Linked DNA regions of Bombyx mori: region 1 is linked to region 2. A link is a contact called in public Hi-C data. All regions are on one chromosome and are shown on one strand. The core of a region is the stretch at or near the end of the contact, and the rest is flanking DNA. Distances in the headings are between cores, read along the strand shown. Region 1 overlaps LOC101738242 (zinc finger protein 608). Region 2 overlaps LOC101738242 (zinc finger protein 608).

The links. Hi-C and Micro-C count contacts between places; a contact is called where the count stands out from the background.
Region 1: a Hi-C map of midgut shows a contact between it and region 2, with 1.7 times the contacts expected there. The contact joins two enhancer-like sites. A contact is called at or near these places in 2 of 7 Hi-C or Micro-C datasets (midgut and whole pupa).

What each region holds. Positions count from the first base shown.
Region 1 is chr19:10,838,621-10,843,713 of ASM3026992v2, reverse strand. The region is part of intron 1 of LOC101738242 (zinc finger protein 608); the gene reads left to right. Among protein-coding and RNA genes, the nearest start is that of LOC101738242, 11 kb to the left of the region's middle. Within about 2 kb of position 3,048, at least 5 of the 8 cell types and tissues checked have open chromatin away from gene starts, as enhancers often do.
Region 2 is chr19:10,780,100-10,784,804 of ASM3026992v2, reverse strand. All of the region lies in intron 3 of LOC101738242 (zinc finger protein 608), which reads left to right. Among protein-coding and RNA genes, the nearest start is that of LOC101738242, 70 kb to the left of the region's middle. Within about 2 kb of position 2,059, at least 1 of the 8 cell types and tissues checked has open chromatin away from gene starts, as enhancers often do.

The DNA of each region.
Region 1 (5,093 bases), core at 1,799-4,298, 58 kb before region 2:
TTACTATTGTTATTATATATATTTATTAATCTAATATTAAAAAAAAAAATCTAATATTTAGAATGAAAGACATGGCCGCTGAGTTTCTTGCCAGTTCTTCTCAGGACGGAGGCTAGTTTTTTTGAATTGGCGGTTTCTTTTGACGTTCAACAAGTATGTACTTTCATTTGGGTTGATTTTTTTTATTTTATTTGATTTGATTAGATGGGTTGACGAGCTCATGGCCCAACTGATGTTAAATGGTTACCGGTTACTCATAGACATCAACAACGTCACCCACTTTGCGACATAAGTTCTAATATCTATTGAAGCACCCTCGAATTCAGTCCTCTTCGATTTCGCTTTCAATGATTTAAATGATAATGCGCTCTGTATAATGATTACAAATCGATGCCTCCAATGAACACTACTCTAACTCAAAATTTTGAAATAATCGTTTTGCACGCAAATCGCTTCACTATGTTAAGAGTATTACAATTAATCATTATTGATGGGGTTCGAAGCAAGAGTGAATCAGCTAGTTACACAAAATAACCATAAATATATCCGCAATAATAAAGATTTTATCAACTTATTTCGTTTAAACGCTCCTCCTGTAAATCTACGAATTTGGAGTTAGCGTAGTGTTCATTGGAGGCATCGAAATTATCATTCAACTTTGTTTAGCTTCTAATAATACCATTTATGTACAAAAATTACGAGCGCTTCGACGAAAACAATTCTGTTCCATTTTATTTCGAAGAATTTACTCAGCTCTGACGATAAAATACGACTAAATATCTCATCCTCCATGTTATTTCCAGACTTTTCTTTATACCGTAATAAGAAAGTTCTAGCTTTTATGTTATGGATAGGATAATAATGTCATTCTGTGTATTGGAATCCATTGTTTATCTACATAATAATTCTATTTGTCCAGCAATCTTTACAAATCAACTATGTTGTAACCCTCTGTCCGTAAGCGGATAATCTCTTACCTGATGCATTTAAAATAAAATTAGTCAGCGTAACAAAACCATTTTAGAATAAACCACAACTAAGATTAAAAATAACCAAAGAAAAACTAATTAATAGCCAGATTGCTAACAGATTAACTAATAAACTATTTTGCAAACACTTCTGCGAAAATATGACGTGGTTTGTTGTTCAATAAAAATTTTAGGGTAAAATGAGTCACCAATTTTTTTTTCTTGGTGAAATAACAACAAAACATAGTTCGACTAAAAATTAGGAAAAAAAAGATGCATCTATCTATCTATCAATCGTTTTATAATATGTTCTTCCGATCAGTTAAAGTGTAGTTTAACAATCGGTTGTACCAGGGCGACATAAACGCTAAGAACTAGCCGTCGAGTGAACGAAGGTCGTCGTAAGAACCAGTTTGGTGGGGTGCAAGGTGCTGCGGGCCAGGTTAAGTGCACTGCATTAACATCATCGCCCGCCCTTTCGTGTCTGCTTATCTTCTGGTCTAGGCAATTTAAATGGGCCTATTGAAGGCAATTTAAATGAGCCCATAGAATTGTTATGTGCCGCCAGCGCTTCTACACGTAAACAGTACAGTGTAATTGAAATTATTGCGGCTAAGATAATATTATCGATGATGTTTGCTGTTAAAACAAATAATAGTTAAAAAAAATATTACAAAATACGCTTTTATAGAAAATTCAACTAAAAAGTTGAAAATAAATTTTAATAAATTTGAATTAAAAATAGTGTAAGAAAAAATGATTTTACTGTAAAAAAAGCGTTTTTTGTTAGTTTTTTTTAAACTATTATTTATTTTTCATTTTTTAGTTGAATTTCAATTTTTTCAAATTTGTTTTAAATACATATTAAGTTGTCATCGGTCCTTAATAAGTATACCAAAAATTTGAGTTAATCCAACGTTTTGAAGGGAGTCAAAATCATGTTTAAAAATTGCGTTACATACTAACATACATACTTACGTATGAAGCTAATAAAAATCTGATAACGTTCAAACGTAACCTCTGAGAATAATAAATATCATTATGAACAATTTTCTGAAATGAATTCTAAAGTATTGAAGTTTCTTTTCACGTGTAGTCATTCGTATTACGTAGGACAGGTATTATGAAAACTCGACGATGCGGTCGGGACCGCTACTAAGATTTTTCCCCACAAATGTGTAAATTGGAATTCATTTTGTGGCTTTCGTTCGGCTTTTCGCCGGCCGACTTCAACGTTTATCGCTTCCAATATCGTTTCAAACAGCGTAACAAATACATTTTATACACACGCTTACTTACATCTCTTTATTCTCGATTCACGGGCTTATTTTTTTTTTGTGTGAAGCGAATTTATTTTGCGTTCTTTTTACGAAGTACAGAATATAAATAGAATGCTGTAAGTACAAACAAATATTTTTTTGTTTATTCAAAGTTATGTTGTGTTATTAAAAAAACATTGAAAAAATTTCAAAGTAGCAATATATCGTTTCAAACTGCGTAACAAATACATGTTATACACACGCTTACTTACATCTCTTTATTCGCGATTCACGGGCTTATTTTTCTTGTGTGAAGCGAATTTATTTTGCGTTCTTTTTACGAAGTACAGAACATAAATAGAATGCTGTAAGTACAAACAAATATTTTTGTATTTATTCAAAGTTATGTTGTGTTATTAAAAACATTTTGAAATTTTCAAAGTAGAAAATGAAACAAAAACTATTTGTGTTACAATCACTAAATAAAATAGAACGTTCGTGAAATATATTTACGACCGAAACACTAACAATATTCTATATTCAAAAGCTCCATTAACATTAAAACGTCACCTAATATTTAAGTTGCTCGAACCATTAACATCCCAAGTAACTTGGAAATAATATCAGTGATCTTCTTTGTTTAATTTAGCGGGACTACCGACCGAAATCTGGAGGCGCGAGGGTAGCTTCGGTTTCCATAACAACACGCGCCTGGTGGTTGTGGCCCCCCGCGCCCCGCACGGACCCCGCGCGCTATCGATCTCACCCCTCCCCGCTCACCGTCCCCTCCAAATCAAATTACAGGAGCGAGCGCCAGCAAGCGAGCGACTCTGCTTTGCCGCTAACCAAACTCGGCTTGCAACTTGACTCGACTCAAACAGACTCAGCTCCGTACTCAACGTGTCATCTCTGTATTGTCCTCATGGTATTTTAATTAACGCCTCTGTGCCTTCTATCTAGTATCTGAGTCGACTATTATCAAAGCCGGCAATGTGACTTTTGGACAATTATTGGTGAATCAGAAAAACGAATTATTGACTTTGTATTCCATTGGCAGTCACAAAACTCTTCTGAACGACATCTTAGATAAATAACAGGTTAAGTTAATACTTTATTTAATGTAGGTTTTGAACCGTATTCTTTGAAGGAGACGATTATATTCAAATCAATCTGTATCGCCATATCAATAACATTTTTTTGTCCAAATGCACCGATTGCCACCTTTGATAATAGACGACTCATCTAGCAAACTACACGTCACTTTATTCAATAATACTTTAAATTCAGTTTAACCATTTAATAATGTTGGCACCAATGTGTAAACTCTTACGTAATTAGGTCTTTTTTATTAACACACCTATTTAAAGTATACGAATTAACTTTAGTAGCTTTTTTTCCTGTTTTGATGTGAATGAATTAATAGATAAGGAATTTGATGTTATGGACCTTTCTGGGTATACATAGTTTCATAAATTGTACAGTAGTTAATTTGTTTGCCTATCTGTTTGTTCGTTTGTATATTTATTCGTTGGAGAAAAACAAAAAACAACTATTTTGCTGAAAGTTTTTATATATCTAATACAAAGTTAATACTTAACGCCGCATTTTCAAATCCCGCAAACAAATATAAATGTTCACAAGGAAATACACACTTAACACGTGTTCACGAAGGCCTTACACGACGTAGGAACAACTTTTTTGTAATTAAAATCGAAAAAGCAATTTTATAAGTTTGCGTAATTATCCGTCGTATTACAAATACGACGGATAATTACAAGATCGCACGTCTTGTTTCGGAAAACGACCGGTTTGATTGGCGACAATCGTTATACGATTCAATTGAGACTTATCATGTTTCACCCATGGATATAGTCCACTCAGTTTCTCACCGCATCTTCTTAGGTCGTCGCGGTTCAGCAAAGTTTTTTTTTTATTGCTTAGATGGGTGGACGAGCTCACAGCCCACCTGGTGTTAAGTGGTTACTGGAGCCCATAGACATCCATAACGTAAATGCGCCACCCACCTTGAGATATAAGTTCGAAGGTCTCAAGTATAGTTACAACGGCTGCCCCACCCTTCTAACCGAAATGCATTACTGCTTCACGGCAGAAATAGGCAGGGCGGTGGTACCTACCCGCGCGGACTCACAAGAGGTCCTGCCACCAGTAAAAAACTGTAGTAGTGCTAGTCTTACTAGGGCAGATGTTAGCAAAGTCTTCTAAATTTTGCTTCATGAGCTTGTGCACTAGTGTAGATGAAATCAGAAAACCAGCCCCTCGAGGCTACGGGCGCATAGGTAGACAAAAAAACCATAAACTCTTAAAGTGGGTGGCGGTATTCACGTTCTAATGACTATGGATGGTTAGCCATTGAATACACGTACAAGGCGGGCCTAGAGTTGATTCATCAATATAAGTAATAAATAAAATATACTCCAATATAAATTTGTTATTATTCCATTTAAGTAACTAGATAAGTAATGACTGAGACTTGTTAAATTTAATATCTTATACCTTTAAACGAGCAATTCTTGTATATTAATATAATCTGAATCTCGAAAACGGCTCCAACGATTTTCATAAAATTTAGTATACAGGGGATTTCGGGGGCGATAAATCGATCTAGCCTACGATTTATTTTCAGAAAATGTTATTTTACTCGTGTTTTCAATAATCCTCTTCCAGCGAATAATAATACTATTTTTAAAGACACAATAACACTAAAGGTATTTCAGCAGATGGTGTTGTTAAGACATCGGAAAAACGCAATTTATCAAAAAAAAAAAAAAAACGGTCATCGTCTAGTTATATTTATAAGAGAATAGTCTTTTGTTCGACGTACACATAAATCTGTTACAGCCAAATT
Region 2 (4,705 bases), core at 810-3,309:
TAAAATTGAAAATTTATTTTTTCAAGTCTCAAGATGGACGGCATGGTTTATGATGTGATGCCATTTAAAACTAATTGGGACGGGAGTTCATCGGTCATGAGAAAAAAAAAAAATAATTTGCATATTTCGTTGCACTTAAAGCGAAATGTTTTCGGTATTCCATAATGATCTACAACATCAGAACTTGTTGTAATTTATGTTCGCAGTAATAAAGTCAGAAGTGAAATAAATAAAAAAAAAACCTGCGCATTAAGACAACTTTAAAATAAAATTTTCTTAAATATTTTTGTTTTAGCTTCAGTTTTGGAAATTTCAATCCCATATTATTATAAATATGGTATATAATTAAAATATTATTAAAGGAAACAATAAGGGTAACGCAATTATCTCTATTTTGTCTCGTAGCGATAAGCTGATGAACCACGGGTCGCCCGTTTGAAGCAATAAGTCATCCCTGTTTTAATTATAACTACGCAGTTAATATATTTTTATTATTTATTTAGATTTATTTAAAATCTTATTAATTACACAATATTTTTTAAACAAGATATTAAAATTACAAATTTTAAAAAATACACTATATAAAAATAGATTGCGGCTGATAGCGGTGCTTACGACACAAGCCACCAGTGGTTTGGACTCCAGAGTATTATTATTATTATTATTATTTTCTATTGCCCGTGGAGGCAGACGAGCATATGGCCCGCTTGATGATGAGTGGTTACCGTCGTCTATGGACTTCAGCAATGCCAGAGGCAGAGCCAAGCCGCTGCCTACAGTATATTGCAACCTGTACTTTGTGGTGACCAATTGGCGCAGTCGCAACGCCATATTAATGCTATTAACAATATTAATGCGCCATATTAATGAACACCGTTCTTCATATATGAGACCGTCAGCACCTAAAAGTGGCCTAACCCACAATTCTTTACATTCGCGCTTATATATTGCAATGTATTTAAAACATGATAAAAGTTTATGCAAAACCGGCCTGTCCCTAGTCTCACCCATAGAGAACACATATGGCTTTGTAAACATTATTTTTACGCGTATTGTTTTTGCCTACGAAGCAGTGTAAAAGTAAATTCCGACCTCATTATCTCCATTTTTCTTCTCCATCGCTCCCTCATTGAGGATCGTGCCTCCGTTTCAGCTTGTCGACTGCCAGCCTCCATCGGTTCCGGTCAGTAGCCTGGTTTAGTGCAGCGCTAAGTGGTCCGCTGGTTTGCTCGGAGATCTGGTCGGACCAACGTTTGGGGCACCGGCCACTAGGACGTATTATATACTAACTATGATAAGCTTAGGACGCTTTTGAGTTGACTGTCTCATATATGGGTTCCACTTCCTATCTATATCTGTCGCCGGAGTAGTAATTTGAAGGGTGAGACCGCTCTTGGAGACTTACTATTTGAGATCTCCACGTCATGCTTTCAATGTTATGTGAACACGCGCTCTATTTAACACTAGACTGGCCGTGAGAAGTACTATCTATGTAGGTACTAATGTTGTTTTTCGAATAAAAAAGCTTAGATTTGTGAAATTATTGTTCTATGAGATTGTTTAAAAATGTTTTAATAAAATTATCGTAAGTATTAAAATTATCAAATCACAATTATCTATCTAGCTTAGTTGAATCGATAAAAATTAAAACGAAGATAGTACATAAGTAGTGTGTGTTTTTTCCAAAGAGAATCATCAACATTACCTCAAAAAATGTACTGTCAGTTGTTTTTTAAGTTTGCGTTTCAAATATTACAGAGAACTTCTAGTCCAGCGATCTTAATACATAGGTAGGCAGCGGCTGGCTCTGCCCCTGGCATTGCTGAAGTCCATGGGCGACGGTAACCACTCACCATCAGGTGGGCCGTATGCTCGTCTGCCTACAAGGACAATAAAAAAAATACTTTTAACTCAGCGACGCACTTACATGCTTTTTACAAATACGCGACACCCCTACATAGTTACATTCAATAAATATATAGTTGAATTGAAGTTGGATCTAGCACATTCATTCAATTATACATAAATAATGTAATAAATGTAGTAGTAAAGATAAGAACTAGTAAACAGTTGTATGTGTATTCAGCCCATAGGGTACAAGAGTGATACAAATCTCTGGGGTCACCTTAGATAAAAATATTTTGTTTTGGAAAGTATTATTTAAATGAACATAAAAGTAATCAAATCTGAATCCTAATTAAATCTCGTTAAGGTTATTGTTGCTTTGTTTGTCAATTCAATCAGTCAAGTCAATACAAGTCAATGCTCTCGAAATTGTTTGATAATGTTCCACAAGTTCATTTATCAGATACCGTTGAAACTTCAGTGTCCGGCTCTTCAACGTACTACTGTTTTTTTTTCTTAGATGGGTGGACGAGCTCATGGCCCACCTGGCGTTAAGTGGTTACTGGAGCCCATAGACATCTACAACGTAAATGCGCCACCCACCTTGAGATAAGTTCTAAGGTAAGGTATAGTTACAACGGCTGCCCCACCCTTCAAACCGAAACGCATTACTGCTTCACGGCTGAAATAGGCGGGATGGTGATACCTACCCGTGCGGACTCACAAGATGTCCTACCACCAGTGATAATCGACATGATTAATGAAATAAGCACTTAACAATACACGCAAGCAACATACCATACAATTGGAGCCTCTGGGTCTGCGGAGGGACTTCGGTTCCCTCTGTATTTTGTACCGTATGTTCCATGGGGAGTGCTCTGAGGAATTGTTCGAGATGATACCAGCATCTCGTTTTTACCATCGCACCGCCCGCCACCGGAGTAGAGTTCATCCATACTACCTGGAGCCACTGCGGTCATCCACAGTGCGTTTCCAGAGATCTTTTTTGCCACGTACCATCCGGCTATGGAATGAGCTCCCCTCCACGGTGTTTCCCGAGCGCTATGACATGTCCTTCTTCAAACGAGGTTTATGGAGAGTATTAAGCGGTAGGCAGCGGCTTGGCTCTGCCCCTGGCATTGCTGAAGTCCATGGGCGACGGTAACCACTCACCATCAGGTGGGCCGTATGCCCGTCTGCCTACAAAGGCAATAAAAAAAAAAAAAAAAAAACAATAGTCTGTTTTCTTGTGATATTTGTATTGAATACAAACTGAATGAATTTCTAATGAATGCGAGTCTTTAATTGTCATCGAGTCATGACCCTCGTATAGAAATCCGTATCAAAACCGTGATGTTAAATTTTATAGCAGTCTTCCATGAAAAAGTCCGTTTTAGAAATTTTGCGAAAAAAGGTTTGCCATATTCGATTCATAATATAAAAAGGCCTCACTACTTCACGCTTAATATGCAAAATTTCAACATCAAACATGAAAACGCTGCTGCACACATGCAGTTAGTTACACGCAAATCGCGCTCAGATATTTTATTCACATTTCGTGTAAAAGTTATGTCGAAGTTTGAATTTACGGTTTTTTTTTTAAACTGGCCTGTCAGTTTGCTACCAAGGGCTACTTTTTTACTAAAAGTTTGAATTGATGGTCTAAGAAATATGTTACAGGCAAAATCAATGAATCATGTGCTCAACGCAAACACAGTGGAGGCTTTTGTAGTCGCAATGAACTTACACAATGAAAATTCAATCTTATTGTGAAGTGTATACAAATAATAAAAAAACGCCTAATCTAAAATCTTAATCAAATTCAAATGCGATGATTATTTCTATTTATTTAGCCCAATAGTTGAAAAGATAAACAAAGAGGGTAGATTTGCAGTATGCCTTATTGGTTTAAAAGTAAATATTGTCTCACTGTGAACTTCATTAAAAAGGTCTTCTGAAATTTTCTGTAGTATAAAAGAAATTAAATCGTATAGCCGTCAGACGAAACTTAAAATAAAAATAAAAACTTTGCTATCGACAGTAAAGTATTGCATCTGAATACTTCTGACTCGTTACTTCTCAAAGTGTGACTTACTGATACTGTATGAAAAACAATATTTTTGTACAGCTGTTTCATCATTAAAATCACATGTAATCAATATCCCAAATTTCAACAACATAAAATATCTTGACAGCACAGCCTTCTTAACCTTAATAAAATTTTCAACACAATTAGTTCTAAGTCGCCGTTTTTAGGCTAAGATTGTTTAAGCAATTCATCCCAAAGTTACACAGTCAAGAAGGTTAAAACGCCAAGAATAAGAGAAAAAAAATACACAATAATAATATGAACGAACGATATTTGCATAAAGTCGAATAGAACCGCACAGCTCCGATTTCGAGAGATCTTATTCCGACTAATTTCAATTTTAATTCTACATATAAATTTATAATATTAATTAAATTAATTAATTAAAAAATTAAACAATGATTTAAAATCAATCAAAAATTGGTCCGATAGGTTTGGTCTGGCGGTGAATCCTACCAAATGCCAGGCGTTAATTGTTGGTAGCCATCGAAATATGAGTAAGATCAGTAATTTTAAGCTGCCGCCTGTTGTTTTCAATGACATAATCATCCCCTTTAGCCGAAACGTGAAAAATCTTGGATTACACATTGACACTACACTTGGTTGGAGAGCGCAAATAACATCCATTAGTCAAAAAGTCATCAGGACCTTGCGATCACTCTATCGGCTAAAAAATATGCTACCATCAAATGTAAAGGCCATGCTTGTGCAGACTTTAATTTTCCCTATGGTAGACTACGGTGATGTGACTACTATGACCTGAATGCAGAT